Regions from separate parts of the Pan troglodytes genome. Here regions 1 and 3 are each linked to region 2. A link is a contact called in public Hi-C data. All regions are on one chromosome and are shown on one strand. The core of a region is the stretch at or near the end of the contact, and the rest is flanking DNA. Distances in the headings are between cores, read along the strand shown.

What was found. Hi-C and Micro-C count contacts between places; a contact is called where the count stands out from the background.
Region 1: a contact with region 2 is called in a Hi-C map of stem cell-derived neural progenitor cells, with 2.2 times the contacts expected there. The contact joins the promoter of ENTREP3 here to the enhancer-like site in region 2. A contact is called at or near these places in 1 of 7 Hi-C or Micro-C datasets (stem cell-derived neural progenitor cells) and 1 of 1 datasets of contacts at active chromatin or transcription factors (stem cell-derived excitatory neurons).
Region 3: a Hi-C map of stem cell-derived neural progenitor cells shows a contact between it and region 2, with 2.1 times the contacts expected there. The contact joins the promoter of RUSC1 here to the enhancer-like site in region 2. A contact is called at or near these places in 1 of 7 Hi-C or Micro-C datasets (stem cell-derived neural progenitor cells) and 1 of 1 datasets of contacts at active chromatin or transcription factors (stem cell-derived excitatory neurons).

Annotation. Positions count from the first base shown.
Region 1 is chr1:93,938,152-93,940,851 of NHGRI_mPanTro3-v2.0_pri, forward strand. It overlaps ENTREP3 (endosomal transmembrane epsin interactor 3), which reads left to right and starts at 1,413. Exons shown (of 9, transcript XM_001155265.8): 1 at 1,413-2,700. The coding sequence starts at 2,483. SCAMP3 (secretory carrier membrane protein 3) reads left to right here. Exons shown (of 9, transcript XM_513854.8): 7 at 1-75; 8 at 569-686; 9 at 941-1,379. The coding sequence ends at 1,087.
Region 2 is chr1:93,553,815-93,556,514 of NHGRI_mPanTro3-v2.0_pri, forward strand. YY1AP1 (YY1 associated protein 1) reads left to right here. Exons shown (of 22, transcript XM_016946265.4): 15 at 1-189; 16 at 1,329-1,584. Among named protein-coding and RNA genes, the nearest start is that of MSTO1, 29 kb to the right of the region's middle. Within about 2 kb of position 1,272, at least 6 of the 24 cell types and tissues checked have an H3K27ac peak or open chromatin away from gene starts, as enhancers often do. A contact at or near this core is called in stem cell-derived neural progenitor cells, where this site is marked.
Region 3 is chr1:93,873,778-93,876,511 of NHGRI_mPanTro3-v2.0_pri, forward strand. RUSC1 (RUN and SH3 domain containing 1) reads right to left here and starts at 1,329. Exons shown (of 11, transcript XM_009433418.2): 1 at 1,242-1,329; 2 at 1-545. The coding sequence starts at 459. It overlaps FDPS (farnesyl diphosphate synthase), which reads right to left. Exons shown (of 10, transcript XM_003949589.4): 8 at 2,543-2,620; 9 at 2,303-2,437; 10 at 1,568-1,824. The coding sequence ends at 1,624. It overlaps LOC741730 (putative uncharacterized protein RUSC1-AS1), which reads left to right. Exons shown (of 3, transcript XR_010157787.1): 2 at 538-1,098.

The DNA.
Region 1 (2,700 bases), core at 163-2,662, 380 kb after region 2:
TTTCTTCTTCATTTTCTTCGTCCAGGATGTGCTCTTTGTCCTCCAGGCCATTGGTATCCCAGGTTGGGGATTCAGGTTTGTGAGGCTGTTATCCACCCTCACCTTTCCCTCTAGATCCAGCCAGCACTGGGTGCTGGGATAGGAGTTGTTCAGAAAAAGGAAATGTGGTTTTAATCCTTGGGAGGTACTAGTTTAATGAGATACAAGACATACTTCCAGGATAGAGCGCAGACAGCACTCTTGACACATATAGATTGAAGGGAAGAATGCTGCATTTGGCCAATCTAAGGTGGCTTCCTGGAGGAGGCATAGAACCATGGTTGAAAGGAGGAAGAAGAATCCCCAGATGAGTGCCTGGAAGAGCTTGGAGAGCTCAGGGCTAATGGTTCAGAAACTGGAATTAAACTATGAAGAGATTAGATACAGTTTGGGATTGTGGTGCTTGGAATGCTGCTCGATTGACAGGGAGCCACTGCTGATGGGAAGGGTAGGAACAGGGGATGCTGGTGACATAACCAGTGGAGAAGCTGAGGAGCCCCTCTTCACTGGCTCATCCTTCCCTTTACAGTGGCTGGATCTCCGCTCTGGTGGTGCCGAAGGGCAACACAGCAGTATCCGTGCTCATGCTGCTGGTCGCCCTGCTCTTCACTGGCATTGCTGTGCTAGGAATTGTCATGCTGAAACGGGTGAGGGCTGTGTCGAAGGTGGGGCCGGGATGGTGAGATCATGGGTCCCCAGGGGCGTGGGTGGAACATTCAGGAGCAACTGGCACAGGTCAGGCTGCTGGGTTGTTCTCAGCTAATGGACCTCTGGGGTGTGTGTTTCTGTGTGTGAGTGTGTGTGCTGGGCAGCAGGCTGCTGAGTGGTAGTGATGCTGTTAGGCTGGGGTCGGGAACCAGTGGCTGGAATGGGCTGTAATGTCTTTGTCCTCTACTTGCAGATCCACTCCTTATACCGCCGCACAGGTGCCAGCTTTCAGAAGGCCCAGCAAGAATTTGCTGCTGGTGTCTTCTCCAACCCTGCGGTGCGAACCGCAGCTGCCAATGCAGCCGCTGGGGCTGCTGAAAATGCCTTCCGGGCCCCGTGACCCCTGACTGGGATGCCCTGGCCCTGCTACTTGAGGGAGCTGACTTAGCTCCCGTCCCTAAGGTCTCTGGGACTTGGAGAGACATCACTAACTGATGGCTCCTCCGTAGTGCTCCCAATCCTATGGCCATGACTGCTGAACCTGACAGGCGTGTGGGGAGTTCACTGTGACCTAGTCCCCCCATCAGGCCACACTGCTGCCACCTCTCACACGCCCCAACCCAGCTTCCCTCTGCTGTGCCACGGCTGTTGCTTCGGTTATTTAAATAAAAAGAAAGTGGAACTGGAACTGACATCCCCGTTTCCTGAATCTTCATTGGGAATTAGGCCTTATGAAAGAGAAAGGAGAGTGTGGAGTGAGGTGGGAAGGTCGGACCCGGCTTTAGTGTAAACTGGGAGATATGAGGGGCAGGGCGGTGGAGCCCGAGTGGCTGGCGCAGGAAGGAGGTGGGAAGTCCACGGAAACGCGAAACCCGGAGACGCGAGGGAGCCCTGCTCCCCACCCCTCTCCATTAATGACGGGGAAGAGCCACCGCCTCTGCTGGGAACGCCAAGGAATACGCGGGCCTGGAGCCTGAAAAGCTGGGTGGGGCTCAAGTGGAGGCCCAAAGGATCACTAGCAGCCTAGCCAGGGTCCAGAGAGAGGCAGGGACTGGAGGAGCGCTTATCCGACTGCCTCGCCCTGCCGCGGGATCCCCCAACCCCGACAGGGTCTCAGTCCCGAACTACAACTCCCGGGGTGCACCGCGCCGGCCCTCGCCGCCACGCCCCTCCTTCCCGCACCATCCCCATTCCCATCCCCCTTCTCTAGTCCCCGACCTGCGGCAGCCGGAGCTCGGGGAGCGGAGCGTGGTGGGGAGGGGAGCGGGACAGGCGACACAGGAGACAGCGGCGCCGCGGCCTCTCCCCACCAGGCGGCCCCGGATCCCACTGGACGCCCTGAGGGCACACCGACCGCGCCTCTAGAGTCACCCCACGCCGACCCCTCCCCTCTTCTCTAGACTTATTTCCATCCTTCCCGCTTTTACCCTCCCCACCCCTCCCTGGGCTCCAGGCCGCCGCCCCCTCCTCACTCCTGGACCGGCCCTTCTCGGTGCCCCTCTTCCCTAGGGAGATGCGATGAGCCGGTGCCCCCGCGTCCTCATCGTCGCCGCGGGCACGGTGCCCGTCCAGTGCCCGTGGTGGGGAGGGAGCACTCCGCGGTCCCTCCGTGACGCCCCTCGCTTGGCCCCCCCCACAGCTGGCGTCCCTCGGCCATGCCCCAGGGGACCCAGCCAGGGGGTGGGCTCTAGAGCGAGTGGGGTGGAGAGGAGAAAGGACGGGGCCTTGGGCGCCTCTGAGATGCTCCCAAGTGCCAGGGAGGGCCGAGCGAGGCGCAGGCAACCGGGCAGCAGGCATGATGCCCTCGCCTAGTGACTCCAGCCGCTTGCTGACCAGCCGGCCCAGCACCAGGGGCCTTACCCACCTCCGCCTCCACCGACCCTGGCTGCAGGCCCTGCTTACGCTGGGGCTGGTCCAAGTGCTCCTGGGCATCCTGGTGGTCACCTTCAGCATGGTGGCCTCTTCCGTCACCACCACCGAGAGCATCAAGAGGTCCTGCCCGTCTTGGGCTGG
Region 2 (2,700 bases), core at 22-2,521:
GGGAAGCCCAAAGACTCATCCAGTGTTGATGGTCAGTCAGTGGGGACCCCAGTTGGGCCAGAAACTGGAGGAGAGAAAGATAGGCCAGAAAAAGAGGAAGAAGACGACTTTGATGACCTCACCCAAGATGAGGAAGATGAAATGTCATCAGCTTCTGAGGAATCTGTGCTTTCTGTCCCAGAACTCCAGGTGAGAGCTAGAGAATACTCTCAAGTATTTTGTGGACTCAGTAATATGTTTAACTTATTGATATGCCACCTGCTTGCTTGCTGCACTATGGATAGTCCTAAAATCATTTGTATTTGATTTGTGAATGCATTATGGGACATGATTGTGGAGTTGAGGTGAAATGAGATGGAAAGGATGAAATTTTACTTATTATATTAAACTCGTTTACACATTAAATTGAATCACCTGACCATACTTTAAATGCCTTAAAAAATAGTATATAGGGCCAGGTGCGGTGGCTCATGCCTGTAATCTCAGGCATGGGAGGCCGAGGCAGGCAGATCACCTGAGGTTGGGAGTTCGAGACCAGCCTGACCAACAAGGAGAAATCCTGTCTCTACCAAAAATACAAAATTAGCCCAGCATAGTGGTGCATGCCTGTAATCCCAGCTACTCGGGAGGCTGAGGCAGGAGAATTGCTTGAACCTGGGAGGTGGAGGTTGCAGTGAGCCAAGATCACGCCATTGCACTCCAGCCTGGGCAACAAGAGCAAAACTCCGTCTCAAAAAAAAAAAAAAAAAAAGTAAATAGTCCAGGCTTGGTCGCTCACACCTGTAGTTCCAGCACTTTAGAAGGCCGAGGTGGGCGGATCACAAAACGAGGTCAGGAGTTTGAGACCAGCCTGGCCAACATGGTGAAACCCTGACTCTACTAAAAATACAAAAATTAGCCCGGCGTGGTAGCGTGCCCCTATAATTTCAGCCATTCAGGGGGCTGAGGCATGAAAATCCCTCGAACCCAGGAGGTGGAGTTTGCAGTGAGCCAAGATTGTGCCGCTGCACTCCAGCTTGGGTGATGGAGTGAGACGCTGTTGCAAGACAAAAAAAAAAAAAAAAGGAAGAGGCACATAAATATGGGCTAACGCAAAGGAAAACTAATTTCAGGGTAAAGAAGAAGTTTTCAAAAGGCATCTTTTCCACTTTCCTGCTGTCAGGCCCAATGTCAGCTATCGCTGGGATTTCATAACTCAGGGGATTCCGCTCTGACAGCTGTAGTGGGTTCCCCACTGTTTAACTTCAGATTATCCTGATACAGCTTTGTGCTGTTCTGCAATTCATGAGCCACTAGGAGCCGTAAGTACTCTTTGGAGGGTTTTACAGGAAACAATGGAGAAACTGACTTGGCTGGCATCTGAAAGGCGCATGAGTCAGGAGGGTGAGTCTGAAGAAGAGAATTCTCAGTAGGAGAACTCTGAGCCGGAAGAAGAGGAGGAAGAAGAAGCAGAAGGAATGGAAAGCCTGGAGAAAGAGGATGAAATGACGGATGAAGCAGTTGGAGACTCTGCTGAGAAGCCTCCTTCTACTTTTGCCTCACCTGAGACTGCTCCAGAAGTGGAGACCAGCAGAACTCCACCAGGTGAGCTAGGCAAACCTATACTGAAGGACCATTCTCACTTAACCTCATTGTCTAGAGGACAGTGTGCAGGGTGGGTAGCTTATAAACCAGGTGGAGGATTTCCAGAGGAAAACTTCTGGATCTCTTCTGCAACCCCACTCCCCCAAAACACATTTAATGTGGTATCTTTGTGGAGAACAGATACTCAGATATTTTGAAATGGAGTTTTTGCTCTTTTTTTTTTTTTTTTTTTGAGACGGAGTCTCGCTCTGTCGCCCAGGCTGGAGTGCAGTGGTGTGATCTCGGCTCACTGCAAGCTCCGCCTCCCGGGTTCACGTCATTCTCCTGCCTCAGCCTCTCCGAGTAGCTGGGACTACAGGCGCCCACCACCATGCCCGGCTAATTTTTTTGTATTTTTAGTAAAGACGGGGTTTCACCGTGGTCTCAATCTCCTGACCTCATGATCCGCCCGCCTCGGCCTCCCAAAGTGCTGGGATTACAAGCGTGAGCCACCGCGCCTGGCCGGAGTTTTTGCTCTTGTTGCCCAGACTAGTGTGCAGTGTCATCGCAATCTCACCTCAATGCAACCTCCACCTCCAGGGTTCAAGCAATTCTCCTGCGTCAGCCTCCTGAGAAGCTGGGATTACAGGCACATGTCACCACGCCCGGCTAAATTTTTTTTTGTATTTTTAGTAGAGACGAGGTTTCATCATGTTGGCTAGGCTGGTCTCGAACTCCTGACATCAGGTGATCCAACCATCTCGGCCTCCCAAAGTGCTGGGATTACAGGTGTGAACCACAGCTGCTGGCCTACTCAAAAAATTTTTAAATTGATTCTCATCCATTGCTAGATTTGTATTAGCTTCGTTCACTTTTATTTATTTATTTATTTATTTATTTTATTTATTTATTTTTTGAGACGGAGTCTTGCTCTGTCACCCAGGCTGGAGTGCAAGGGCACGATCTCGGCTCACTGCAACCTCCATCTCCCGGACTTAAGCAATTCTCCTGCCTCAGCCTCCCGAGTAGCTGGGATTACAGGAGCCCGCCACCACGCTCAGTTAATTTTTGTTTTGTTTTGTTTTGAGACGGAGTTTCACTCTCGTTGCCCAGGCTGGAGTGCAGTGGCGCAATCTT
Region 3 (2,734 bases), core at 79-2,578, 320 kb after region 2:
GCCAGGGCCTGCTGAAGCCAGTGGGGAGCCCTGCTCCAGGGGGATGATACTGGGCTGAGGGTGGGCATCCTCATCACCAGGGAGGTCCCGCAAGTAGACTGAGACAGGGGACTCATCGGGGCTAAGATCTGAGCAGGAGCTGAGTGAGGAGGAGCAGCCTGGGTCTGAGGGAGAGGCAGCCCCCTCTTCCTCCTGTGACGGGTCCTGCCGGTTTTCTAGGCCCGGACCGTGCTCCTGGCAGCACCGGCAGGGCACAGCTGGGCTGTTGGAATTGGCGTCCACCAGGGTGCCACTGCAGGGGCCCCTGCTCTCCTTGCCCCCAGTGTCTCCTGGAGGAGGGGGTGTGCTCAAAGGCCCCTCCTGTAGCTCAGGACGGCGGGACAAGTGCAGGCCCAGGGAGACGTGCTGGAGGTGGATGTGGTTGAGGTTGCAGAGTAAAGCTCTCTGAGGGGACAGCATGGTGCTAGCGGCGATGGGATGGCTTCTAGAGAACCAGAAGGGTAGGGTCTCTCACATCCACCTACCTGGCAACCACAGGTGCAGACCTAGAAGACAGAGGTGGTGAAGCCCGGCCAGTGAGGACAAGAGCTGCGGGGAAGGACACCGAGGTGACTTGACGGCAGCAGCAGGCCTGAAGGCTCTGGCTGCTTTGGAAGATATTTCAATGAGATGCAAATCGCAATCGACTGACCATTAGTTTCCACTGCAGTGTTTGCAGGTGGAGTCGAATGTAACCCCCCGGGAATGGAGCCGGGAGGGTCAGAGAACGCGGCTGCGCTCTGGATCTCCGAAGGGGGGCGGGGGCCTGGAAGAGGTCCGGGCCCAGAATGGACCTCCAGGTCCCTGCTGCCGCAATCCGGCCCTACCCTCCAGCCTACCCCTTACTCCCAGAGGAAGGGACCCAGGGAGACCCACGCAGATGCCCTGAAAGGAGGTGGAGGATGGGGGTGGGGCAATACGCAGAGTTTGTCTGGTGAATGCAGGAAAGGGGTGGGGGCTGGAGAGGAAAAGGATGGAGCAGCCGTCAGCTTGTCAACTCCGCATCTGCTGGCTGCCTCGGCCGGGCTCCAGCCTGCGCCCTCGCCCCTCGGAACAGCGGTATGTCCATTCTCTCCGCATTCGTCTCCATCGTTCAGCCACCACCGCACCCTTTCTCTATTCATTTCTCCTGCTCCCTTGTCCTGCCCCGCCCCTCGTGCCCAGGTCCATCGGTCTACACCCATGGGCCGAGCCCTCCTCACCAGGGTCCTCCTGGAACCGCTCCGGCCTTGGGCTTGTCCGCGGCTCCCACGGTCCCCGCCCGGCGGGGCACAGAGCGGGAGGGGAGGGGCACTAGCACAACCTACCCTGCGCTGCGCAGCTGCACCCCTTCGCGCATGGGCGTGGCGTAGCTCAGACCCGCCCCCAGCGTTTAGCGTCTTTTGTCACCCACCTAGCGGGTTTGATATATCCTAAGCTTTTGGCCCCTGGGTCCTGCTTCCGTGCAGCGAGTCCTCCCAGCACCCCACCCTGCACATTCTGGAAAGAGCTATACTCTGGCTGGGCCGAGCAAGAACAGAACCACAAGAAGGTTACACGATTATTTATTGAGAGCCTCCTCTCCCCGCCCTTGCAATCTCTAGGTCACTTTCTCCGCTTGTAGATTTTGCGCGCAAGCCCCAGAAAGACGGCTGGGGGCAGGGGTGCTGCGTACTGTTCAATGAGAGCCATAATGTGGCTGTAACTGTCTTCCTCATATTGCAAGAACACTGCCGGCAGATCCAGCTCCTCATATAGCGCCTTCACCCGGGCCACTTTCTCAGCCTCCTTCTGCCCATAATTTTCCTGGAAGAGGTTGAAAGACAGGAAAACGGGCTTGGCCTTCCCCAGAGCCTCCAGGACCCCTCCACTCCCCTCATTCACATATTCCAGAACATCTCCAAAGCCACCCACTCCTTTCCTCCCTCCAATTTTCAAGTGTCTCTACGTAGCTAAAATCCCAAGCTTCCCTTCCCTATCCCAAATATTGCCTCAGACCAGGCATCCTCTACTCCAGGGTTTCTCCACCTTGGCACTATTGAAATTTGGGACCAGATAATCCTGGCTGGGGGAGCTGTTCTGTGTACTACATGTTTGGCAACATCTTTGGCTCCTGCCAACTAGATGTCTGTACCACATGCACACACAGAGTTGTAATGACGATGGCAAAAAATGTCTGCTGACATTGCCAAATGTCCCCTTGGGAGGAAAACTGCCTCCAGTTGAGAACCACTGCTCTATCCCTTTCCACCAACTCAGGGACCCACCACCCTCTCTCAGGCACCTTCAGGATCTGGTACTGTTCTGGAGTGGCCCGTTGCAGACACTGAACCACCAGCCAGCTGCATTTGTTGTCCTGGATGTCAGTGCCAATTTTGCCGGTCACACTGGGGTCCCCAAAGAGGTCAAGGTAATCATCCTGGGCAGGGAGGGGGAGGGCAGCAAAAGAGGAAGGATGAGGTTCCTGGGCAGAGGAGGAGTGAAGCTGGTGCCTGTTCTCTGCTACTGCCTCCTGCCTTCTTACCTGAATCTGAAAGAACTCCCCCATCTCCAGCAGGATCTTCTTGGCATTGGCGTGCTCCTTCTCGCCATCAATTCCTGCCTACAGGGAAAGGGGGGTTAATAAGCCAAACCCCAGAGGTGCCGGCATCTTCCTGGCTGCTTCCTCCCATGGGGTCTTGCCCTACTGCAGCCCCAAATCTTTCCTCTCTCTTCA